Linked DNA regions of Hordeum vulgare: region 2 is linked to region 1. The links are chromatin contacts, called in public Hi-C maps. All regions are on one chromosome and are shown on one strand. Each heading gives the region's core, a stretch centred on a gene start, on an enhancer-like site or on the middle of the called end of the contact. The rest is flanking DNA. Distances are from core to core; before and after follow the strand shown.

Region 1 (6,420 bases), core at 1,395-3,894:
TGATTCAAATGAGACTTAATAGAAAATACCCAGTTAGCAAAGTCACCTTTCACAAGTTTAGGAGGAGGACCAACAGGATTAAGACGAGGTGCGAGAACGGGTCCTTCATAGGCCATGGGAGGTGGAACTGAGGCATATGTTCCAGTCCCATCCTTTTCGTGAGGTGAAGCCGGTCGCATACCTTTAGCCGCTTCCTTAGAGGAGTTGGCCTCCGAATCGGAAATGGTGGGTTTAACCACTAAAGCCGGTTCGGGTGAACTTTTAAGACCCTCAATTAATTCTTTAAGCATGGTTTTGACTTCGCTCGTCAAGGACGTCTTGAGGGCTGCCATAGCCGTATTCAAGTCGTCCCTTGTGACCGAAGTCAAGTCCATGTCCTCGGGTTGCCCATGGTTAACTTCCTCTCCGCCTTCCATACTCTTCGGGTGGTTAAACCCTTAATAAAGAGACGTGGCTCTGATACCAATTGAAAGGATCGATATGGTTGGCTAGAGGGGGGGTGAATAGACAACGACCACTTTTTAATTAATCTTAGCAAGCTAAGGTAAACACTATGCGGGTTCACAAATAATATGACAATGAGGTGAACCCTATAGAATCTAACAACGAGAGCTATTAAGACAACTAAGATATAGTCACAAGCAAAAGCAAATACAAAGTAAAGGATAGAGATAACCACAAGTGGAAACGATGGAGACAAGGATGTGTTACCGAAGTTCCTTCCCTTTGACAGGAAGTACGTCTCCGTTGGAGCGGTGTGGAGGCACAATGCTCCCCAAAAAGCCACTAAGGCCACCGTATTCTCCTCACGCCCTCGCACGATGCAAGGTACCGTGATTCCACTATAGGTGCTCTTGAAGGCGGCGACCGAACCTTTACAAACAAGGTTGGGGCAACTCCACACAAAGCTTGGAGGCTCCCAACTAAACCACGAAGCTTCACCACAATGGAATATGGCTTCGAGGTGACCTCAACCGTCTAGGATGCTCAAACACCCAAGAGTAACAAGATCCGCAAGGGATTGGTGGGGGAATCAACTTTTCTCTTGGTGGAAGTGTGGATCTAGGCCTTCTCAACCAATCCCTAAAGAATCAACAAGTTTGATTGGCTAGGGAGAGAGATCGGGCACTTTTGAGCTTGTGGAGCAACAATGGAGCTTAGAGAGGTAAGAGATAGGGTTCCTCAGCTAGAAGAACCCTTTATATAGTGGAGGGAAAATTCAGACCGTTTTTCCACTCTCTGCCCGAGTTCCAGCGGTACTACCGCTGCCTGGCGGTACTACCGCTGGATGCAGCGGTACTACCGCTGGGTCTCCAGCGGTACTACCGCTGTCACCAGCGGTACCACCGCCGGCCCCTTAGTAGTGCACAAGCACTACTACCGCCGGGAAAGTCTTCGCAAAAGGGTCCGTCCACGAACTACCGGTAGGTAGGTGGAACAAAGCTCCTGGAGCGGTACTACCGCTGACCAGGGGCGGTACTACCGCCAGCTAGCGGTACTACCGCTGGCTGCAGCGGTACTACCGCTAGTAGTCCAGCGGTACTACCGCTGGAACCAGCGGTATTACCGTTGGGGACCATTTTGCAGAGATACTCAAAATGAATAGGCGAGGGCCGCTCCAAAAGATAAGGAAAGGGAGAATGTGAAGTGTGCGTGTGTAAAGATAGATTCCACCCAAACCTTTCCACTACGGATCCCCTCTTAATAGTACGGCTTTCCTAAGACTCAAATAAAGAGAATCGTAGAGAGCGCCGTGCTTCCGTTTCAGGAGAGAGGAGACGTGTCGTCTTGTGCCGTTGACGTGTGTTATCTGAAACCTTGACACACACGGTTAGTCCTGTACGGTACTTTCATCAATCACCAAAATTACTTAGGCATAAACTATGCTCCAACAAGTACGTTCAGCCAATTGTAATTGCTAAGTACGCCCAGCAGACGGTGGATTAACGAGGGTTGTTAGATTAAGATCTGTGGGATAAATCGTGGGGTGCTGATTGGTTTTTTTTGTGGGGCGTTTGATGGGGTGTCTGTAGTGTAATTCTTGTTTGATTGTTTAATAGTAGTATAGATTAGCATTGGACGCTTGGACAGAGAAGCACATTCTCGATAGTAAACCAATTTGCTTGCTCGCTGCGCTGCCACTGCCTGCTGCTGCTGCTACAGCTGCACTGCTGCATGCTGTTCCGCTGTTTTTTGCTAGCTGCTACCTGCCTGCCTAGACATCAACGCCGACCCTCATGGCGTTTCTACCTAGGCTAGAAACACTGAATACCCAGGTGTTGTATATGGTCTGCAATGTTCGAGTAGACTGACGTTTGGTGATGGTCGAAAACGTCATATTAAACTGGCGTTTTATAATTGGGCTGCAAAGCCATGCCTTGTAGCGTTTTAAAAAGGATTAGATCGTAAAATCTTTTCAAACCGAAAAGTCAGAACAGTAAATTTTCCCTTATATATCGACTCTGCTAAAACTTGCTCTTAGTTAGTTGGGTGGGGTCTACTACTCAGGTGGCGACTCGCTTTTGCTATCACGGTCCTCCACCATGTAAACACGGCATAGTCCCTGGGTCCCACCTTGCTACAGGCCGTGTCAGTGAGGCACTGAGATATACCGGCGACCCCTCACCGCAAACGGTTGACCCTCACCTCCCCTCCCCTCCACTCAAAAGCTGCCGTGCCGCACTCTCCCGCCTCCTATAAACTCTGCTGCTCCTCCTCCGTCTCCCGGACCAAACGCCGCCGCCGCCCCCCTCCTCCTCCTCCTCCTCCCCACCTCCATGGCGATGGCGACCTCTCACTTGCCCGACTAAACAAACAAGCAAGCTCACGCAAACACGCACCCAGACCCACTGAGCCCGGACAAAGGGGTCAAGAAGATAAGGAAGGGGCGTCGAGAGCCAGTCGTCCGGCATCCCGAGATCCACCATGGAGAAGTTCCTGTTCGAAGAGCTGGCCGGTGACGCCGTCCGGGAGCTGCTGCGGGCGGTGCAGGGCACCTTCCTGTGCCGCTCCACCGCCGAGCGCCTGCGCCGGAACGTCGAGCCGCTGCTTCCGCTCGTGCAGCAGAACGGCCGCCACGCGCTCCGGAGCAACACCGAGCTGGGCGAGCTCGCCGTGCAGCTCCGGGAGGCGCTCGACCTCGCGCGCCGCGCCGCCGCCGCCCCGCGCTGGAACGTCTACCGCACCGCGCAGCTGGCCCGCAGGATGGAGGCGGCCGACAAGGGCATCGAGCGCTGGCTGGCGCGCCACGCCCCCGCGCACGTGCTCGACGGCGTGCGCCGCCTCCGCGACGAGGCCGAGGCCCGCATCGGCCGCCTCGAGCGCCGCGTCGAGGAGGTCGCCGCGATGCAGGCGCCCGCCACGATCCCGCCCGCCATGTCCCTCCCCGTCGCACTGCCGCCGCCGCCCTCCAAGGGCATGGCGATGGCGGTGGAGGTGGCGCCGCCGACCAAGGGCATGGGGATGCCGATGGATTTCGAGCTCCCGTGCGAGGAGAAAAACAAGGACGGCAGCTGCTTGGTGGGAAGCGGCGTCAAGGTAGGCAAGGAGAAGGTTAAAGAGATGGTGATGAGCAGCGGCGGCGGCTGGGAGGTTGTCAGCATCTGCGGCATGGGCGGCAGCGGCAAGACCACGCTCGCCATGGAGATCTATAAGGATCAGAAGATCCAAGGTAATAAACGATCAAATCCCAACCATCTTGTCTCATACGAATTCTTTCTTAAAATCCTTTATTCCGTTCTTCGAATCTTCTGCAGAAAGTTTGCATCTGTGTTCATAATCATCCTTATCGAATTATGGGGCACTACTACTAACAAAGATTGAAATTTGGGGAATCTTTGGCTGTTGATTTACGTGTCGTCATATGATTTAATTATGTAAAGTCGAGGCTGATGCTTACGTTTAGCACATCACCACTTGTTTGGTCAAAATTGGCGCTTTGACCAGCTTAGTGCGGAGCGTCCGTATGGCTGTGGTGGGATTGGGTTGCTGATGGGAGCACACCAACTCCCGCCTGCCTAACTTAGCAGACACTGAAAAATTTGTTCATGATGGCAACACTATTCAGTTAATTAATGGAGACCCCTAAACAACTGAATGATACCAGATCAGATCCAAGCACACACTCTTATCGTTTCAATAGTTTAATATCGATTGTCAATCCAAATTAATTTGGTCATGGTGTTATACAGATCTGAATTACCATCTGTATGTAGTTACAAAGGGACTTGGAATTAGTAAATGTTTGTGAAGCTAATCCTTCTAGACATGTTGATTGATTTGAGCCTCACTACGTCGGCATGCTCTCATCAAGATCTGTTCTCAAGATTAGGCATGCCAAAAGTGGATTTCCATTCAATCTTGTTTCATAGTTGGTCTCTTAAGTGTAGTGATCTTTCTTCTCTACATAGTGCTAATATATGTTTCTTTCTTTGTTTAGGCTACTTCAACAACAGGGTCTTCTTTGAGACGGTCTCACAATCCGCAAATCTGGAGACCATCAAGATGAAGCTGTGGGAGCAGATCAGCAGCAATATTGTGCTTGGTGCATATAACCAGATCCCAGAATGGCAGCTCAAGTTAGGGCCAAGGGACCGAGGACCAGTCCTTGTTATACTTGATGATGTGTGGTCTCTCTCACAGCTCGAGGAGCTCGTCTTCAAGTTCCCTGGCTGCAAGACTCTTGTCGTATCAAGGTTGAAGTTCCCCACGTTAGTCTCCCGGACTTACGAAATGAAATTACTCGGCGAAGAGGAGGCTTTGTCTGTCTTCTGCAGTGCTGCCTTCGATCAGGAGTCTGTTCCTCAGACTGCTGACAAGAAACTGGTTAAGCAGGTTGCTGCCGAGTGCAGAGGGCTTCCTCTAGCTCTCAAGGTTATTGGCGCATCCTTGCGTGATCAGCCTCCTATGATATGGTTGAGCGCGAAGAACCGCTTGTCACGAGGAGAGTCTATATCGGACTCACATGAGACCAAACTCCTGGAAAGAATGGCAGCAAGTGTCGAGTGCTTGTCGGGAAAGGTTAGGGAATGTTTCCTTGATCTGGGTTGCTTCCCAGAGGATAAGAAGATCCCTCTTGATGTGTTGATCAATATTTGGATGGAGATACATGATCTTGATGAGCCAGATGCTTTCGCCATCCTCATGGAGCTATCGAACAAGAACCTGCTTACCCTAGTTAATGATGCACAGTACGTATTGCACATATGTTCTTGAAAAACATCTGAGAATTCATATACTGAAAGAACAGCTTTAACTCTTTGCTGCTCTTTATGCAGGAATAAAGCTGGAGATTTATACAGCAACTATCATGACTACTCAGTCACGCAACATGATGTGTTGCGTGATCTGGCACTTCACATGAGCGGACGTGATTCTCTGAACAAAAGGAGGCGGTTAGTGATGCCAAGAAGAGAAGAATCACTTCCGAGAGATTGGCAGAGGAATAAGGACCTTCCCTTTGAAGCTCAGATTGTTTCTATTCATACAGGTGATTATCAGTTCATCAACTTGGTTGTTTTTTCCATGTTATTTGCTGTGCAGTATATTCTATGAGTCCAGTCTGAAAGCTATTCTTACAGAATTTTGAGATGTAATTGAAGAAAAATGTTGAATAGTGGTGCTTCCTTAAATGAAATTGCATGGCTTTGACTTGAACTTATGATCTATATCTCCTTTATTTAAATCACCTGATATTGTATACTAAACTGATGTTCAGTTCTGTAGCAAACCGAACCTAATTTGTATAACACCATTTTACTTCAGTATTGTTTCTTCATGAAAAATAATTTGCTTCAGCAATCATCCTTACAGTTACATGCATTTGTAATATCTTGTCGAATTTTGCCCTCATTGCGTTCTAGTCTTCTAGAAGTACAAAATGATCTGACCAATTGATTTCAAATTTCAGGCGAGATGAAAGAATCTGACTGGTTCCAGATGAGCTTCCCCAAGGCAGAAGTTCTTATCCTCAACTTCGCCTCAAGCGTATACTACCTCCCGCCGTTCATTGCAACAATGCAGAACCTGAAGGCCCTGGTGCTGATCAACTATGGTACTACCAGTGCAGCCCTTGACAATTTGTCTGCCTTCACCACACTAAGTGACCTAAGGAGTCTTTGGCTGGAAAAGATTACCCTCCCGCCACTGCCGAAAAGCACAATCCCACTGAAGAACCTACGCAAGATCTCCCTCGTCCTTTGTGAGCTGAACAACAGTCTACGAGGATCAACGATGGATCTCTCCATGACGTTTCCGCGCCTATCCAACCTCACCATTGACCATTGCGTAGATCTGAAGGAGCTGCCACCTAGTTTATGTGAAATCAGCTCTCTGGAAAGCATCTCCTTGTCAAACTGCCATGACCTCACAGAGCTGCCATATGAGCTGGGCAAGCTGCACTGCCTGAGCATCCTGCGGGTC
Region 2 (6,420 bases), core at 1,249-3,748, 99 kb before region 1:
AAAAAGTCAGAAGTTTTTAAACTTTTTTCGAATGTTTTTCGGAGATAGTGTTCATCCAAGCTCATTTGAGCTTGGACTCTAAGAGCAACTCTAGCAGACCCCGCATCCGCCCCCGCATTTTGGCAGTTATTTTGCGGGTCGGGGCGGAAAAGCCTGCCCGATCAGACCCCGCATCCCGCCCCGGCTCGCAAAATTTTTTAGGGGGCGTGGCAAATTCCCGACCCCAACCTGGGAAAACGCGGATTTTCCCCTCGCGGCTGCGGTGCCCTGCATCACACAGAAATAGTTGGCGGGAGGGACATTTCAGCCCGCGCTATTTTCCCCTCCTTCCGCCGCCGCCCCGCCCTTGCTTCCGCCCGCCCGCCGCCGGTGACTCCGACCATATCTGCAGGCGAACCGCTGCACCGCCCCTTCGGATCCGGCGAGAAGAGCCGCCCCCGCCGCCGCCGGGGATCGACCACCGCTTCGTCGCCGCCGCCGGTTAGTACCTTTTTTGTGGTTCCTACTATCCTCCCACCCGCCCGAGAAGATGGAGTTGACCCCATGAGAGAAGTTCCTACTATCCGATTCGTACGATTCGGACGGCTCGGATGTTGAGACCATGCTTGCGGCCTTTCGTCACCAAACATTAGTCATGGCGCTTGCCGTGAAGGAGCATGAAGACGAGAACCGGAAGAGGAGGCGATGATCGACTTTCGGGCGTTTGTGCATTCCTCGGAATCGCCATCTTGGGAACGAGATGTTGATGCAAGACTATTTCACGGAGAATCCTACATATCCTCCACACCTCTTCCGTAGAAGGTACCGAATGCGCCAATCCCTCTTTGTGAAAATTGTTCAAGCTTGCGAGGAAAATTGCCGGTATTTTACTCAAAGAAGGAATGACGCGGGCTTAAAAGGATTTAGTGCATATAAAAAAATCTCCGCAGCTATGCGGGAAATTACATATGGCGTTCCGGCTGACTATGCCGATGAATACCTTCGCATTGGTGAAGATACCACAATCGAGTCTCTGCGTAGATTTGCGAAAGTGATCATCCGTGTCTTCGGTCCTGAGCATCTTCGGACACCCAATAAAGATGATACAAAGAAAATGATGGCATCTAATAAGAGGAGAGGTTGGCCTGGCATGCTAGGTAGCATTGATTGTATGCATTGGAATTGGAAAAATTGCCCCAAGGCTTGGCAAGGAATGTATTGTGGCAAGTCTCGTGATGCAACAATTGTGCTAGAGGATGTAGCATCCGAGGATTTATGGATTTGGCATTGCTTTTTTGATATGCCGGGCACTCTCAATGATATCAATGTGTTGCAACGGTCTCATTTGTTTGCTAGGCTTGTTAGTGGTCATGCTCCTGCTTGCAACTACACTATCAATGGACATGAATACACAAAAAAGTACTATCTTGCACATGGTATATACCCTCCTTGGTGCACATTTGTCAAGAGCATCGAGGAACCCAAAACAAAAAAAGAATGTGAATTTGCAAAGGTGCAAGAGGCAGCCCGCAAAGACATTGAAAGAGCATTCGGTGTTTTGCAATCTAGGTTTGCCATTGTCCGTGGTCCTGCTCGTTTTTGGGATAAGAAAACCTTGAAGAACATCATGACATGCTGTGTTATCCTGCATAATATGATTCTTGAAGATGAGAGAGGATTGAACTTAGAATTCTTTTACGATAATGTGGGTAGCCGTGTCAAACCAGCTAGAGACCCAAACCGCATTAGAGCTTTTCTTCACACATACAAGGAGATTCAAAACCCAGGCACTCACTTTCAACTTCAGAAAGATCTCATTGAACACCATTGACAAAGGACTGAACAGTGACTTATTTTTGTATTCATGACAAGTTTTGAATAATTATTTGTAATACGGATGATTATTTTATTGTGTTTCATTCGAATAATTCAGTTTGTTTTCGGCTGATGAATTATGTTGTATTTAATATTTGCGGGCTGATGATATGCGGGAAGCAACGGTGCAAAGAGCAGACCCCGCAAAGCCGATCCGTAAAAAAAAATATTTCATAAATATTTTTTTACGGATCCGTTTGAGGGGTCTACATCTGTACCAGCCCAGAATAGCCCGCAAAAGCTGTTTTCCGCGACTTGCAAACGCATTTTACGGGCCGGCAGGATGCGGGGTCTGCTAGAGTTGCTCTAAAACAGCACGTCCTATAACTTCCCCCGTCTCGGGCTCACGTGTTTTTCACCTACCATAGATTTGATTGAGAGCATCTCTAGCACATTTTGTAAACGCCGTCAAATCTTTTTATTTTTGATACAAGCTGGAAAAAGGCTTCCAAATAGATCATGTAAAACAGCATATCCCGTAAAATAATTTACAGGCTCCCTTATATTCGAGCTCCCATCCTTCATATGTGCAGGATTTTAGTTGTTTTTGAACAATCTTCTAAAATCGGTCAACAACAGAGCAGGGGCCCCACGACGCCATGCACGGGCAGCAAACAGGTGGAGGAGCCCACCGACAACCAAACGAAGCATGGCCGGAGCACGCGGCGGCTTGGAGTGTCACCGGCGACGGGCCGGAGCATCGCCAAGAAGAAGAAGCGTGCGAAAAAAGTTTACGATACGGATTTATAACGTCTGTTCTGTCCGATCCTTTTCAGTACAGTAAATTTATTTTAGGGGAGCATGTATACTGTCTTTTACGGACGAAGCTTTACGGGATTTGTTAAAGATGATTTGAAACACGGAAAAGAAAAACTCTCAAATAATAGCAAACACATACTAGTACCTCTACACCTTGCACTGTGAAAACATCTTATATTACGGTAGGAGTACAATACAAATATAACATTGCATTATTACACTTACAGAACCAATTAACCATTTTCTGGGCATACGACAATTCAGCCGCCTTGTGCCATGGTGGTAGATCTGAAGAAAACATCACTCAATTATTGAGAAAGAAAAGGACAGGATGGAACGCGCGGTGCACCGTTCCTGGACATCTTATAATATCGCGAGATAACAATTGAAAATATACCCCGTACATATCCATGCACTACACATTTATTCGCATTACTTGGTCAAACCCCATGTAGACAGTTTGGTGGCGGTCGATCATTTAATTGGAAATAAAGCTCTATCGCTCGACAGTTGACATACACCCTTGGTCCCATGCCGTCCTTGTTTGCCAACGGCAACTGCGGTGGACGCCCTTGCAAAACTCAAAGACGGAGCATGACACGGCCGGGCAAAGTATATCGGCTGCACGAGATTTTCACCTGGTGTATACCGGGGTATTTAGAGCAAATTCAACGCAGCGACTCAAACAACTTAAACATACATCAAATTTTATTCATTTAAGTTGGTCTAACGGACATATTTGTCCGTCTTTTATTTAGGTTAGCCAACATGCTCAATGATAGATGCATTTTGGATGACCGCATGGATGATAGAAGAGATAGAAAAAAGAGAATATAGATGGAATGAAATAGGTGGGTTGATGAAAGATGGGCCACGCGGTGGCTTGATGGATTGAATAAGGAAGAGTAAAAGAAAGACACAGATGAAATGTGATGGATGGATAGACGGTAGGTGGGCCACGTAGCACATGCAGCGGACATAATCGGACAAAGAAGACACAGAAAACGTTCGTGTTGTATCGACCTCCGGACCAAAAGTGTCTCAAATTTGATCTGAAATGGGCTTGAACGAAGACAAGCCGGATGAAAAATAGGAATGGCCACTGCGTTGGGCCATCGTTTTGTCCACGGCAACTCAAAAATACATGAGCGGATGAAATGGCTCACCTGGTTGGAGTTGCTCTTAGGGCATCTTCAATGTCGATTCGTAAATTTTCTTCCGCATATGTCCAAGGAGACAGATGTCTTCGTCTTTCAAAGTTGCCCTCATATATTTCGACAACTATTTGAACTAAAGGATGAAATTCGTGTAAACCGAACGAATTTTGATATAAAATGAACGAAATTCATTTAATGTAGGATAACTTTTATATAAAATCGGACGATATTTTGTTCCATGATTTGAATATCTTTAAAAAACCCTAAACTACCCAATACTTGACGATGACCTTGTAGGCCATGTCGGGGTGGCCGACGGCTCCTCCTCTGTCATCATTGTTGGATCCGACGCCGGAGTCCCCGTCGTCGGGCTTCGGGCGGCGGAAGGGGGTGACATCATGGCACGCTTCTCGCGAGCCGCACAACGCTCGCGGATTATCTTCTGTAGGATCGAAAGTATGTCTAGATGGGGGGTGATTAGACTACTTGAGAGGATAAAAACTTAGCCTTTTCTCAATTTTAAGTGTGGGCCAGTTTTAGCAATTATGACTAGTCAAGTACATCCTACACATGCACATCTAAGAGTATAGCAGCGGAAAGTAAAACATACAAATGTAAAGTAGAGTGTAAGGTAGGGAGATCAAACGCAAAGGTTGACACGGCGATTTTTGGCATGGTTCCGATAGGTGGCGCTATCGTACGTCCATGTTAGTGGAGACTTCAACCCACGGAGGGTAACGACTGCGAGAGTCCACGGAGGGCTCCACCCACAAGGGGTCCACGAAGAAGCGGCCTTGTCTATTCCACCCCCTAGTCGTGCCATGATGCCTTGTTGGCCCCCTGCTGGCCCTCTGGCGTCCCTCTTCTCTTATATGGCATGTTTTGACCTAGAAAAAATAATAAGAAACCTTTTGGGATGAAGCTCCGCCGTCTTGAGGCGGAAACCTAGGCAGAGGCCCTTGTGCTCTTCGGTAGAGAGATTCTGTCGGGGGAACTTCCCTCTGGGAGGGGGAAATCAAAGCCATCGTCATCACCAATGCTTCCACCTTCGTGGGAGGACCAATCTTCATCATCATCTTCATGAGCACCATCTCATCTTCAACCCTAGTTCATATCTTGTATTCAATCTTTGTCTCTAAACCTTCGATTGGTACATGTGGGTTACTATTGTGTTGATTATATCGTATAGTTGATGCTTGTTGGATTACTTAGTGAAAGATATTATGCTCAAATCCTTAACTATTATTATTAGACCTCTCATCTGGAACATGTTGATGAGGTGTGAGTAATAACTATTGTTCCTCAGGACATGGGAGAAGTCTTGTTATTAGTAATCATATAGAGTTAGTATTCATTTGATATTTTGATGATATGTATGTTGTTACTTCTCTTAGTGGTGTCATGGGAACGTCGACTACATGACAATTCACCATGTTATGGGTCTAAGGGAAGTCATTGTGGAGTAACAAGTAGATGATGGGTTGCGAGAGTGAGAGAAGCTAAACCCTAGTGATACACTCATTTTGCATCATGAATTACTATTGATATCTGTGTTGATCCTGTCCATTATCCATTATTATCATTACAATTCTTATGTCTTTCCTCTTTGAATATGCAAGGTACATCACTCAGAGTGAAATATCTAGAAACTCGAATTCTGGACCGGGAAACCGAGAAAAAAGGCAGAAAAATCAACTTGCTCCAAATGACCTAAACTTTACGAAAAAAATTCTAGAATATTTGAGAATTTCTAGCCAAAAAAATACCAGAGAGGGCCCACCAGCTGGGCACAAGCCAACAACCCCCTTGGTCGCGCCCTAATGACTTGTGGGGTCCAAGTTGACCCTCTCGTGACCATCTTCACCTGTATGGTGTGTTTTACCCTAGAAAAATTCATAAGTTAACTTTCAGGACGAAGTGCCGCCGTCTAGAGGCGGAAACCTGGGCAATGGCTCTTTTGCTCTCCGACAGAGAGATTCTGCCGGGGGAATTCTCCTCCAAGAGGGGGAAATTGAAGCCATCGTTATCACCAACGCTTCCTCCTTCGTGGGAGGACCAATCTTCATCAACATCTTCACCAACACCATCTCATCTCGAACCCTAGTTCATCATGTGTATTCAATCTTTGTCTCCAAACCTCAGATTGGTACATGTGGGTTACTAGTTGTGTTGTTTACATTTTGTAGTTGATGCTTGTTGGATTACTTGGTGGAAGATATTATGTTCATATCCTTAATTATTATTATTACACATATGATCTTGAACATGTTGATGATGTATGAGTAGTAGTTATTGTTCCTAAGGACATGGGAGAAGTCTTGTTATAAGTAACCATGTGAAGTTGGTATTCTTTTGATATTTTGATGATATGGATGTTGTTACTTCTCTTAGTGGTGTCATGTGTACGTCGACTACATGGCACTTCACGATGTTATGGGCCTAAGGGAAGTCATTGTGGAGTAAAAAATAGATGATGGGTTGTGAGAGTGACAGAACCTTAAACCCATGTTTATGTGTTGCTTCATAAGGGGCTAATTTGGATCCACATGTTTCATGCTATGATTAGATTATTCTTAATTATTATTTCATAGTTGCATATGATTGAAAGAGGGGGTAATTATAAATAGGTTGTTAGTTCAAGTAAGAAGAG

Evidence for each region. Hi-C and Micro-C count contacts between places; a contact is called where the count stands out from the background.
Region 2: a contact with region 1 is called in a Hi-C map of leaf, with 2.4 times the contacts expected there. The contact joins the enhancer-like site here to the promoter of LOC123453175 in region 1. A contact is called at or near these places in 3 of 6 Hi-C or Micro-C datasets (leaf and seedling) and 1 of 1 datasets of contacts at active chromatin or transcription factors (embryo).

What each region holds. Positions count from the first base shown.
Region 1 is chr5H:67,308,632-67,315,051 of MorexV3_pseudomolecules_assembly, reverse strand. It overlaps LOC123453175 (putative disease resistance protein At5g47280), which reads left to right and starts at 2,644. Exons shown (of 4, transcript XM_045129946.1): 1 at 2,644-3,670; 2 at 4,439-5,189; 3 at 5,277-5,488; 4 at 5,909-6,420. The coding sequence starts at 2,926.
Region 2 is chr5H:67,407,584-67,414,003 of MorexV3_pseudomolecules_assembly, reverse strand. No RefSeq gene overlaps it. Among protein-coding and RNA genes, the nearest start is that of LOC123396336, 66 kb to the right of the region's middle. Within about 2 kb of position 2,498, at least 3 of the 3 cell types and tissues checked have open chromatin away from gene starts, as enhancers often do. A contact at or near this core is called in leaf and seedling, where this site is marked.